3 separate regions of the Mus musculus genome follow, and regions 1 and 2 are each linked to region 3. A link is a contact called in public HiChIP or PLAC-seq data. All regions are on one chromosome and are shown on one strand. The core of a region is the stretch at or near the end of the contact, and the rest is flanking DNA. Distances in the headings are between cores, read along the strand shown.

What was found. HiChIP or PLAC-seq counts read pairs in DNA pulled down with a chosen protein or histone mark.
Region 1: a BATF HiChIP or PLAC-seq map of CD8 T cells shows a contact between it and region 3, with 9 read pairs. The contact joins the promoter of Mrpl33 here to the enhancer-like site in region 3. A contact is called at or near these places in 1 of 39 promoter capture datasets (macrophages), 1 of 15 datasets of contacts at CTCF or cohesin (the NIH/3T3 cell line), 3 of 484 Hi-C or Micro-C datasets (the C2C12 cell line, cerebral cortex and nephron progenitors), 2 of 115 datasets of contacts at active chromatin or transcription factors (CD8 T cells and embryonic stem cells) and 2 of 9 other capture datasets (adipose tissue and liver).
Region 2: a BATF HiChIP or PLAC-seq map of CD8 T cells shows a contact between it and region 3, with 20 read pairs. The contact joins two enhancer-like sites. A contact is called at or near these places in 1 of 15 datasets of contacts at CTCF or cohesin (CD8 T cells), 4 of 484 Hi-C or Micro-C datasets (the C2C12 cell line, Th2 cells, peritoneal macrophages and 1 more) and 6 of 115 datasets of contacts at active chromatin or transcription factors (CD8 T cells, acute myeloid leukemia, cardiomyocytes and 3 more).

Annotation. Positions count from the first base shown.
Region 1 is chr5:31,612,067-31,615,275 of GRCm38.p6, reverse strand. Mrpl33 (mitochondrial ribosomal protein L33) reads right to left here and starts at 1,325. Exons shown (of 4, transcript NM_025796.3): 1 at 1,254-1,325; 2 at 655-673. The coding sequence starts at 1,275. All of the region lies in intron 2 of Gm38424 (a long non-coding RNA gene), which reads right to left.
Region 2 is chr5:31,858,925-31,862,411 of GRCm38.p6, reverse strand. All of the region lies in intron 6 of Babam2 (BRISC and BRCA1 A complex member 2), which reads right to left. Among named protein-coding and RNA genes, the nearest start is that of Gm52770, 140 kb to the left of the region's middle. Within about 2 kb of position 1,786, at least 60 of the 459 cell types and tissues checked have an H3K27ac peak or open chromatin away from gene starts, as enhancers often do. A contact at or near this core is called in CD8 T cells and Th2 cells, where this site is marked.
Region 3 is chr5:31,730,708-31,733,991 of GRCm38.p6, reverse strand. It overlaps Babam2 (BRISC and BRCA1 A complex member 2), which reads right to left. Exons shown (of 12, transcript NM_144541.1): 3 at 2,949-3,025. Among named protein-coding and RNA genes, the nearest start is that of Babam2, 34 kb to the right of the region's middle. Within about 2 kb of position 1,256, at least 35 of the 459 cell types and tissues checked have an H3K27ac peak or open chromatin away from gene starts, as enhancers often do. A contact at or near this core is called in CD8 T cells, Th2 cells and adipose tissue, where this site is marked.

The sequences.
Region 1 (3,209 bases), core at 76-2,575, 120 kb after region 3:
AGGCACAGGTCTAGCCTCTCAGTTCCAGCTGCCTAACGCTTAGCTCTGCAATCTTTCTAGTGCTTGGACTGACTTCTATAAACAGGCTCTAGGTTTCCATCAAATCAGAGCTCATCTGTAGATTCCTGCAGAAGACTCAGGCAAATGGCTCTGGTTAGGTAGAGCCAAACAGATCACCAGCCTGATGCTTGCTTTAGGAGCAAAGCAATGAACTAATAGATTCTGAGGTGAGACCAGAAGCAAAGTTCCTTTACACAAAGGCTGTGAATACTCCCTGGGACAGAAGGGAGACAGCACAGTCCTCAACTTACATCCTCAGTTTACCCAGTGCAAATGCACTGCTTTGCAAGAGGCCACATTTCCCACTGTGCTCTCTTCCCCAGTTAGTAACGGGTACCTCGGCTTCCTACCAGCCACAAAGGGAAGAGGAAGCAGGGTTGCTAAGCGACATGATCTGTGGTTTTGGTATATCAGATGCATTCTCAGCTTATGTATCTGCAACCCAGGATCGAACTGTCAATGGTAGCACCATCAAAGGACTTTTCCCCCAAGGTGCTCACATCAACAAAATAATTAACCAAATAAATAACCCCAGATCAACTCTTGGGAGATCAAACCCAAACACTGGGCCAATAAAACAAAAACCTTACTTACTTTGACTTGCTCTTGGCAACTTGTGTGTGTAAAGGTTGGAAGAAAGAAAAAAGATAAGGTTGTTATTTTTTTCATTCGAAGTGCTTATCAACATTAGTTGTAACCAAAAACACTTTAAAAGTATTCCCCACTTTACACTAAAATAACTTTTTCCTGGTGTGAGTCTGGCCCACACAATTATGAATGTTTTGTTGTTGTTGTTGTCTTGGTATAATCAACAGTTGTCTGCCATCTTAACATCGTTCTAAGTAATATCTGCTCTATCCCCACCCTTCTATAGTGTAAATATTTGTACTGCAACACAGCTCTTGTTTGAACTTTACAGACTGCAGCAAAGTCGCCTGAGATGCTAACTCTAATCAGGATGTCAGCCAGGAGCCAGGCAGCGGGGTAATACCACAGCGGCCAGTAGACATTCTTCGGACACCCCTGCAGAGGGCGACGGGGCTCCCGCCGCCTTCTCACCAGACCCGGAGGCGCGCCGCGGGGTGGCAGCCGCCGCGCCAGGTCCTCCACCCCTCCGGGCTCCACCTCGGGACCTGCGGGTCACCGCCTCGGCTCCACGCCGCAGGCCCTGCCGCCGCCTCAGACCGACTTACAAGAGACAGCGGAGAGCAGCATGGTCCACCGATTCTCACCGAGACCCGCCTAAAGAGCTCAACGACTACTTCCGGGGCATGCGCGGGTTCCGGTAGAAGGCTCAGGAAGTGGACAGAAGCCACGCCCTCCCCTGAAGTTCGGGCAGTCTCTGACTCAGTGATTTATTGGTAGTGAATTTTGTGGTATTATGGGAAGGACCCCCCCTCCATACAAAAGATAATACTGCCAAATATCACAATACCCAGATCTGCCTGGCTCCAAAACATGTAGCCTTTCCCAAGAGACACTGATCTATCTTTTTTTTTTTTTAATTTTATTATATATTTTCTTTATATACATTTCAAATGCTAGCCCGAAAGTTCCCTATATGCTCCCCTACCCACCCTGTACTGGGGCATATAAAGTTTGCAATACCAAGGGGCCTCTCTTCCCAGTGATGGCCGACTAGGCCATCTTCTGATACATATGCAGCTAGAGATACGAGCTCTGGGGGTACTGGTTAGTTCATAGTGTTGTTCCACCTATAGGGTTGCAGACCCCTTCAGCTCCTTGGGTGCTTTCTCTAGCTTCTCCATTGGGGGCCCTATGTTCCATCTTATAGATGACTATGAGCATCCACTTCTGTATTTGCCAGGCACTGGCATAGCCTCATACGAGACAGCTATACCAGGGTCCCTTCAGCAAAATCTTTCTGGCATATGCAATAGTGTCTGGGTTTGATGGCTGATTATGGGATGGATCCCCGGGTGGGGTAGTCTCTGGATATTGTACTCTGATCTACCATTTGCCCAGCAATATTTTTATGCCTGTGCAAGAAGTCCTAACTCCACCACCAGGGACCTCACTGGTAACTTCATCTCCCAATTAATAATCAGGATTTTATTATTTTTGCTGTTGTTTTGCTTAATTTGTGTGTTTATAATGACTCTCCCTATATTATAATTTATTTTTACGCCTGAGTGTTTTGCTTGCTTGTATATTTGTGTACCACTTGTGTGCCTGGTACCTGAGAAGTTTAGCATCATGCTTCAAATCTGGAACCAGAGTGTTATGATAGTTGTGAGCCACCATGTGGGTACTGGAAAGCAAACCCTACTCCCATACAAGAGCAACAAATATTCATAGTGGCTAAGCAATCCTCTCTGGCCTGTTGTTGTTGTTGTTGTTGTTGTTGTTGTTGTTGTTGTTGTTGTCTTAAGTGATCTTCTCAGCAATGCTGTATTTCCATTTCCATGTGAGGAATCCAAGGATAAGAATAACTAACTTGGCCAAGGCTGTTCCAGTTATTAGTGGAAAGTCTAGGTCTTGAATCCAAATCTTCAAAATCTGGAGGTCATATTTTAAATTTTCAAATATGGCAGGCATGTACTTAGTGCTAGTCTAGCTAAATCAGAGAGTTCCAGGTTCAGTAAAGATCCTATCTCCAAAAAAATTAAATAGGGTAGAGAGAAAGCAACATTGGCCTGTCCTCCACACATGCACATATGTTCATGTGTGCCAGTTCACATGTACACACATATAACACAGGAACACAAAAAAGATACCATGTCTCTTGAATGCTTGAATGGAGTGTGAAGGAGGCAATTACTTTCTCCTCCCATTAGGTACATCTGCCTGTTATTTACACCTAACACAGTGCTGGCAGCTGGTGACTTGATTAAGATGTTACTGATACAGATGTAATTCCAGATTTAGTTTTTCTTTCCACCTGAACTTAGCCCTCTATGCCTTATAAAGTGCAGAGCAGCAAAGGCAGCCAGAAAGGAAAGGTGCAGTTAGTTAGGTAAGGAGAACAAGTACAGCCTTTGTGGAAGCTGGAGTTGGGGAGGGAAGAGAGGACACCACTGTTTAACCCGGATCTCCACCCAGAGAGTGGATGGCGGGAGTGAGAACCCACACCTCATCCTAGGTGCACCTGCCTCGTGTTGGCAGACACGCACTTAGTGATGGGATTT
Region 2 (3,487 bases), core at 537-3,036, 130 kb before region 3:
TGGGACACTTAGCACTACCCTAAGTTCTTCTTTTATATGGTTTACTGAGAGACTATGAGATGGAGGAAGAGTCTCTGGCCAAACAATCATCAACTATGGCCTCTAAACTACTAGCTCAGCTCTGTCTGGGTCTACAACATGGCGGCCCAAATTCCTTCAGTGGATCAAACCTCTTATCTTACTTTCTCCAGCAACAAGCATCAATGTGAATAGCACATATATAAGGTACCAGCATTTCTATCCAAAATGAAGATACCAGGGCACACTTGTACGAGAAACACTGCTTTCCACATTGACTTACTCAGTTCCTTAGTTTCAGAAAGAACAAAAGGAAACGGATAACCAATTACTACTTCTGTTGCCTTCATTATCTATCTGTGTCATGGGCTGCGTGTGGGGTTTTGCTGTTCCTTTTCTAATTTTTCTCAATACAGCGTACTCAATAAATGCAGATCACTGAAGGATAAAATATAGGCATGCAAATGAAGAGTTGCATTTATTTCAAAGATGGCTACCTTTTAAGCCTGGGATAAAGACAAGCATTAGTCTTGTTACTTTGAAATTAAGCCAGACCTCATGGACACAATGCACATGTACAACATTCTGCTCACGAGAGCACACAGCAGCAAAGAGCAGCCATCACTCAGGGAGAGTGGAAACAATCTTCCAAGAAAGAGGGAGAGTGATTCTAGTTAGAACTGGAAATATAGGGAAAAATGGAAAACATTTAATAGTCGCTGAAGAAAATGTGCTAAAGAATCAGGTTTGTAAAGCCCAGACATAATAAGAGTCCCAAACAAAATGGGAACCACAAATTTTAGGGAAGCAAATTAGTATGTCTCTAAGGATTTCTTCCCATGTTCAACCGTCAGATTACAGAAAGGGGCAAAGCATGTGGTGTCAACCACAGTGAACAAGGTGGACAGTTAGGAGGGCTATGGGCGTGGGGCTGACGTACAGACTTGCTAGGCAGATGATCATGAGTGATAGGCTAAAGTCCAGAAGTGGCTCAAGATGTGGAAGTGTGGAAGAGGCACTGGTTTGAGACTTACTAAGCAGAGAAGAGTACTAGGGCTTCAGAAACAAGAGGGTTAGGAGAAGGTAGGCAGAAATGGGAGGGCAGAGAGCCAACGTGGAGATAGAGAGAAACTGGCAGGCTGGACCAATGATGAACCAGCATCGTATGTGTCATAAACTATGGAGAACAGCAGCAGAGGGTAGGGAGAAATTATGACCCAGGTACTGAGGACACATATGAAATGGAAACAAGCCCTGGACTGATGGAATTAGCAAGGTTTCTAGAGGAGAGTGATGCAGGCAGTCAAAGGAATAGGATTTTGTATTTTCACAGTGAGTCAGCAAAACTGAGAGAAGGTGAAGCCAGTTTCCACATAGGACCAGAGCTGAACTACATAAAGGAGTCAAGGAGTCAAGGAAAGAGCTAGGGAACATGTCTCCAAATGAGAACCCTACACTACTTCTAGCTGCTGCTGGGTTGACCAGATTACTGAAGGACAGAATTAACTAATAAAGTACCCTATATGCCAAAAACCAAACCAAACCAAACCAAAAAAAACAACCAACCAGAGAATGCACCAACTATTATCATCTGGAGATTTATCATCATTCTTCCTCAAAGATACAATTTGACCTAGGTATTACATTCATTTCAAATAAGATATACAGACAGAAACAAGCAACTTGCCCAAGGTCTGGGTTGGGGCAAAGCTGACAGTGGAACTAAAGTGTAACCTGATATCTTTCCTGTTCTCAACCACTAACAGAACTCAGATGACATCAAGCATTCCCTCTTCTACTACGTCTGCTTTTAATAAAAATCATAAATCATTTAGTTATGTGATGTCAATTTCAACCACATCAGAGAACAACCACCCCACATTTCCTTGCATTATGATAAGAATGCAATTGTGCCTTCCTAGAAATGCTACACTGGTAACTTCTAGGTGAGAAACAGAACATGCTAAAAACACAACTGTGCTTGACTTTCAAGTTACCGACAACCTGGTGAATGGGCTGTTTTGTTTTCCCCACAGCAATATTCAAGATCACATCTTAGACTCTGGGTTTCTGTTATTTTGTCTCAATGTTTCCTTGCTTTCAATGAATATAAACAATTTCAGGTTGGCTCAGTTTTATTACAATTGATCATTACAAATAAAAACATCTTTGGAACATCTGAGAAAATATCCCTGTGCTGTTCAGGTTGCTAGGTCATTTCCATATCCAGACTATAACTTGGTCTTGGTCTTCTGAAAAATAATGGAACTAAAACAGAGTAAAGAAACCATGGATATCTCCTACTTTGGATGAAAAGAGTTCTGTTTAATTTAAACATACATACATAAAGACAGACAGACAGACAGACACATGGGCATATACACACATGCACACACACACAAACACAGAGAGAGAGAGAGAAGGAGAGAGAGAGGGGAAGGTAGGGGGAGAGAGAGAAGGAGAGAGGGAGAGAGAGGGAGAGAGGGAGAGAGGGAGAGAGGGAGAGAGGGAGAGAGGAAGAGAGGGGAAGAGAGAGAGAACTGGATTTCAATTTCTGATTCTCTTGCCTTCAGCCCCAAGTGCTAGAATCCTGGGGATATCACCACACCAGCCACACCAGGCTGCCTACATTCTTTTTGGCCAGAAAATAAGAGAATTGGTCAAAGAAGGGTAACAGCTCAGCATCTAGAACTCTGAGAGGGCCCGGCATAAGGTATCTAGTGGGAAGGCAGGTGCCTAAGGTATGCTGAGGTGTGATGACCACTTAGCTAGCTATTCCTCAACCGATAGGTCAGATCTATTAATCTTATATGGTGGTAATGGTTTCCAATGTTAAGACAGCTGTAGATACACTATGACAATCTGCAGCAGGGAGCAATTTTCTTCTCTGAAAGAACCTTCTCCACTTGGAAGGCACTTGTCTGGTCTTCTCTAGGGATCAGGGATCAGATGATTGTGACTCTGGCCTCTCTATACCAGTCATAGACAGAAGTTCCTCTTGCAGGAGAAGAGGACCGCTGTTTTCCCTGCCTGTCCCAGTGGCTGTGAGGGAAGAGCAGCAGGTACTCTGTTAGGCTGCTCTGTGACCAGCCTGTGAGAATTCCCACCACATTCCCCTGCCTCCTGTCCCCTGCTATAGGAATCCTACTTCACAGGCTCATTACTGCCTCTCCAACTGCAGGGAAAGTGTGACGAGCGGGTGTGGCAGCAGTCCCAAGATGGTGCCCGGGACTGCAGCTAAGTCTTATGACTTGCACCTGACTTCCTTATACACCTGAAAATAAGCCATGGCCATCTTGAGAGCTCCGCAGGTGCACCATGATGCTGGTGGTGTAAACAAGTCCATATTTGGTGGAGACATGCCCCTGCCGCCCTGATTGGCTGAAGCTGCGTGCCTGGTGAGGTGGCGTGGCCTGCCGTGAGTGGATGGGGGCTGAGAGTATGTAAGCAGACCTCCCTGGGTGCCCGG
Region 3 (3,284 bases), core at 7-2,506:
GAGTCATCTGAGAGGAGCCTTGGCTGAGGAATTGCCTAGAAGGAGACTGGCCTGTGTGCATGCCTGTAGAGGACTGTCTTGATTATTAACTGATCCAGGAAGGCTTTGGTCACAGTGTTTTATCACAGCAATCGAAAGGAAACTAGAACAGTTCTCTCCTTCTAACCAGGTAGATTGCAGGGATTGAATTCAGGTTGTTAGGCTTGTCAGCAAGCACCTTTAACTGCTGAATCATCTCATTGGTCCCAGAAGTATTTTAGATCTCCAATTTTTGTTATTTGAAAGACTGTAACAGATACTGCAGTCATACAGTAAGAACAAGATATCTGAAAGGGAAACAAAAAGGAAGAAAGACCTTAAGAAAGATACCTAATTTTAATGGAGGTAATAAAAAAATGTTGGGCCAAGATACAGAAGAGAGAAGAACAAAAATCTGGGGAAGTTATTTGAGCCTGGTTTCCAATAACCTAAGCAAGTAGCCAGTTTCCTAAAAAACCATCCAGTAATGTACAGAATTGTTACTATTAGGCCCACAAAAGAAGGTAAAATCTAATGATATTTAATGCAGAAGCAGGCCTATCAAGCCACTGTGTAATTTATGAACAATGCCCTGGAAACAATTATAGACAACAAATTATTAATCTTAAGAATGCAAAGGGGAAAACAGAAGACACATAAAAACAGTGCAGGAAAATGCAAGAGAAAAAGAAAGAAGCAGAGGCTAATCTTATCCTGTGAAGTGTGAAGCCAAAAGACATTATCTGTGGTTCATAGGACTCCAGATAGATGAAATATCCATCACGACTGCACAGAGATCGTCCTAGCTGATAACAAAGCTGAGTCATGCACTTATCAAGAACTCTGGGGGACTGTTCATTGAATTGTATGATACAGTGTTAAAAGTGACCCTGGAGGGGAGGTATGGAAGGGGTTGTCATGGACTTGTTCCTTGGGAAAGTTTGTCTCTAACCTTTGTAAGGCCCTGAAATTTGATCCCCAGCACAAGAAAAAAGAACAAAGGTTTAAGCTACAAGGTAAAGAACTCGGGAACCAATAGCAGTGATGTGGTTTTATTAAAGAGGAAGAGAGAGGTAAGGGGGATGGTGAAAATAGGCTGATGCCCCTATAAGAGGGCAGGAAGTCAAAAGATAACATCTATAGCTGGCCAGTCAGGAAAGAGGCAGTGTAGTACTGAGAGAACTGGGAATCCTCAAAAGAACTAAACTGAAACCATTTCTTAAAACTATAATGGTTTACTCAGAAAAAAGGAGTAGGAGGGGGAAACATGGGACAGTGCTTCCTTCTGTGTGTAACCTCAGCACTATCTCCACTTCATCTACCAGTGACTTACTTGGATCATTTCTGTTCAATTTAGTTAGTAATTTCTTTTTGGAAAAAAAAAAAAAGTAGCAATCTAATCCTGTCACTATTTTGTACTTTTGTGGTTTCCTGAGAATGGTCTAATAATGCAAGGGTAACAAATGACCTTGGACTGAATGTCTCATTTAACGTTGCACTTGGTAAATTAATACAAAGCAATCTAGAGAGTATCGAGATGTGGTACCTCCCAGTTAATGATGGTAAAACACACAGTCACTACTCCAAAAAGAGTTTATCTACCCATTCCACCCATCATATTGTGTGTGTGTGTGTGTGTGTGTGTGTGTGTGTGTGTGTGTGTGTGTTCATCCTAAGCCCCAGGTACCTTCTTGTCTCTGTGTCCCCACACTGGAATTATAAGCATCTGCCCCTGCCAAGCCTTTCTCTGTGTAAATTTGGGGATTAAACCCAGGTCCTTTTACCTTGAAAGCACAGTATGGCTTGTGCCATCTCCCTCATCCATCCATCTGATCTTTAATAACCACATTTTTTATTCCTCTTTTTTACAAATAGGTAGATTTTAATACCCTGTTCACAAGGCTAGGTTTAAGAAAGAAAATGCCAAGTGCAATTACTGACACTAACAAAGCAAAGCTATTATCACTTTCACAGTAGGCAAGAGGTTCAGTGCTGTGATGGTGACAGAGAAGGGCTAATACAGCATAGACAGATGCTATGGATGCTGGCCTGCAGCCCAAGCATGTACCTCGTACACCATCCAGGCAGTGATGGAAGCCCACAGTGCAAAAACTCAGGCTACTCTTTACACAGACTCAATTTACCTGAATAACAAATATCCTTAATTTTGGAAAGATAGACAACATTTAAAACTGATTTAAAAAAAAAAAAAGATGTAAAATGGCTGACTTCCACTCTCTGAGTCAATAGAAGGAGTTTCCACAGAGACTGTGTGTTCTAAGAATCTGCCATACTCCATCTGCTTTCCTTACTTATATTATCACTCTGGTCCTTGCAGGCCATTAACATTTCTAACTCTTGTTCACATACCCCATGCCCAGAACACTAGAGTAAGGGCTAACAATGGGTTTTGACAGCAGTGGGGATATTAGCCATTCCTACCTTAAAAAAAACTATTACTAAGTAGGCATTTTAAGTGGTACATCTTTTTTCATTCTTACTTTTTTTTTTTTTTTTTTTTTTTACTTTATTGAGTGCAGGGCACATCACACATGTGGAAATCAGAAGACAATATACAAGATTCAGTTCTCTTCTTCCTCTGGGTCCAGGAATGGAACTCAGGTTGTCAGGATTGGTGGGAGGTGTCCTTACCCACTCACTGAACCATCTTGCAGGCACAAAGCAATAAGCCTCTTTATGGGATATTATCTTAGAGCTACCTCTAAGAAAAAAATACATACATATGCACTACTATGTTTCTGCACAGGCCTATTCCTCTACAACCTAAATTGAGCTAGCTACCGAACCAGGACCGGATGGCAGATAACATAGCAGTAACTGTTAGTAGACAGGATCAGAGATTGCTCTGAACAGCCAGAAGTAAAATCTAAAGCACAACTTGCAATCGTTGGTGGTCACCACCTACTCACATTTTAACGTCTCCCCAGCGTACGGGATGTGCAGTTTGAAGCGGTCACAGTTGGGTCCAGGAGTCAATGATGTACAGCTTCAGCAACCCAGGGGAGGGAAAAATAAGATTTTTTAAGAACAAAATTGAAAGTCCCCCATATTTATGACACTTAATAACGTAAATAAAAAGTAATTTTTATACATAAAAGAATTAATGAAGAAAATGAAAGCCATGACTGCTCATGGAGTCCAAGACAATAAATGAGCCTTGATCTGAGATAAATTATATATCTTGTAAGAAAATGTCTATGCCTTCTAACAACAAACCCCAAGTGCTTCAAGTATCTCTTGCATAG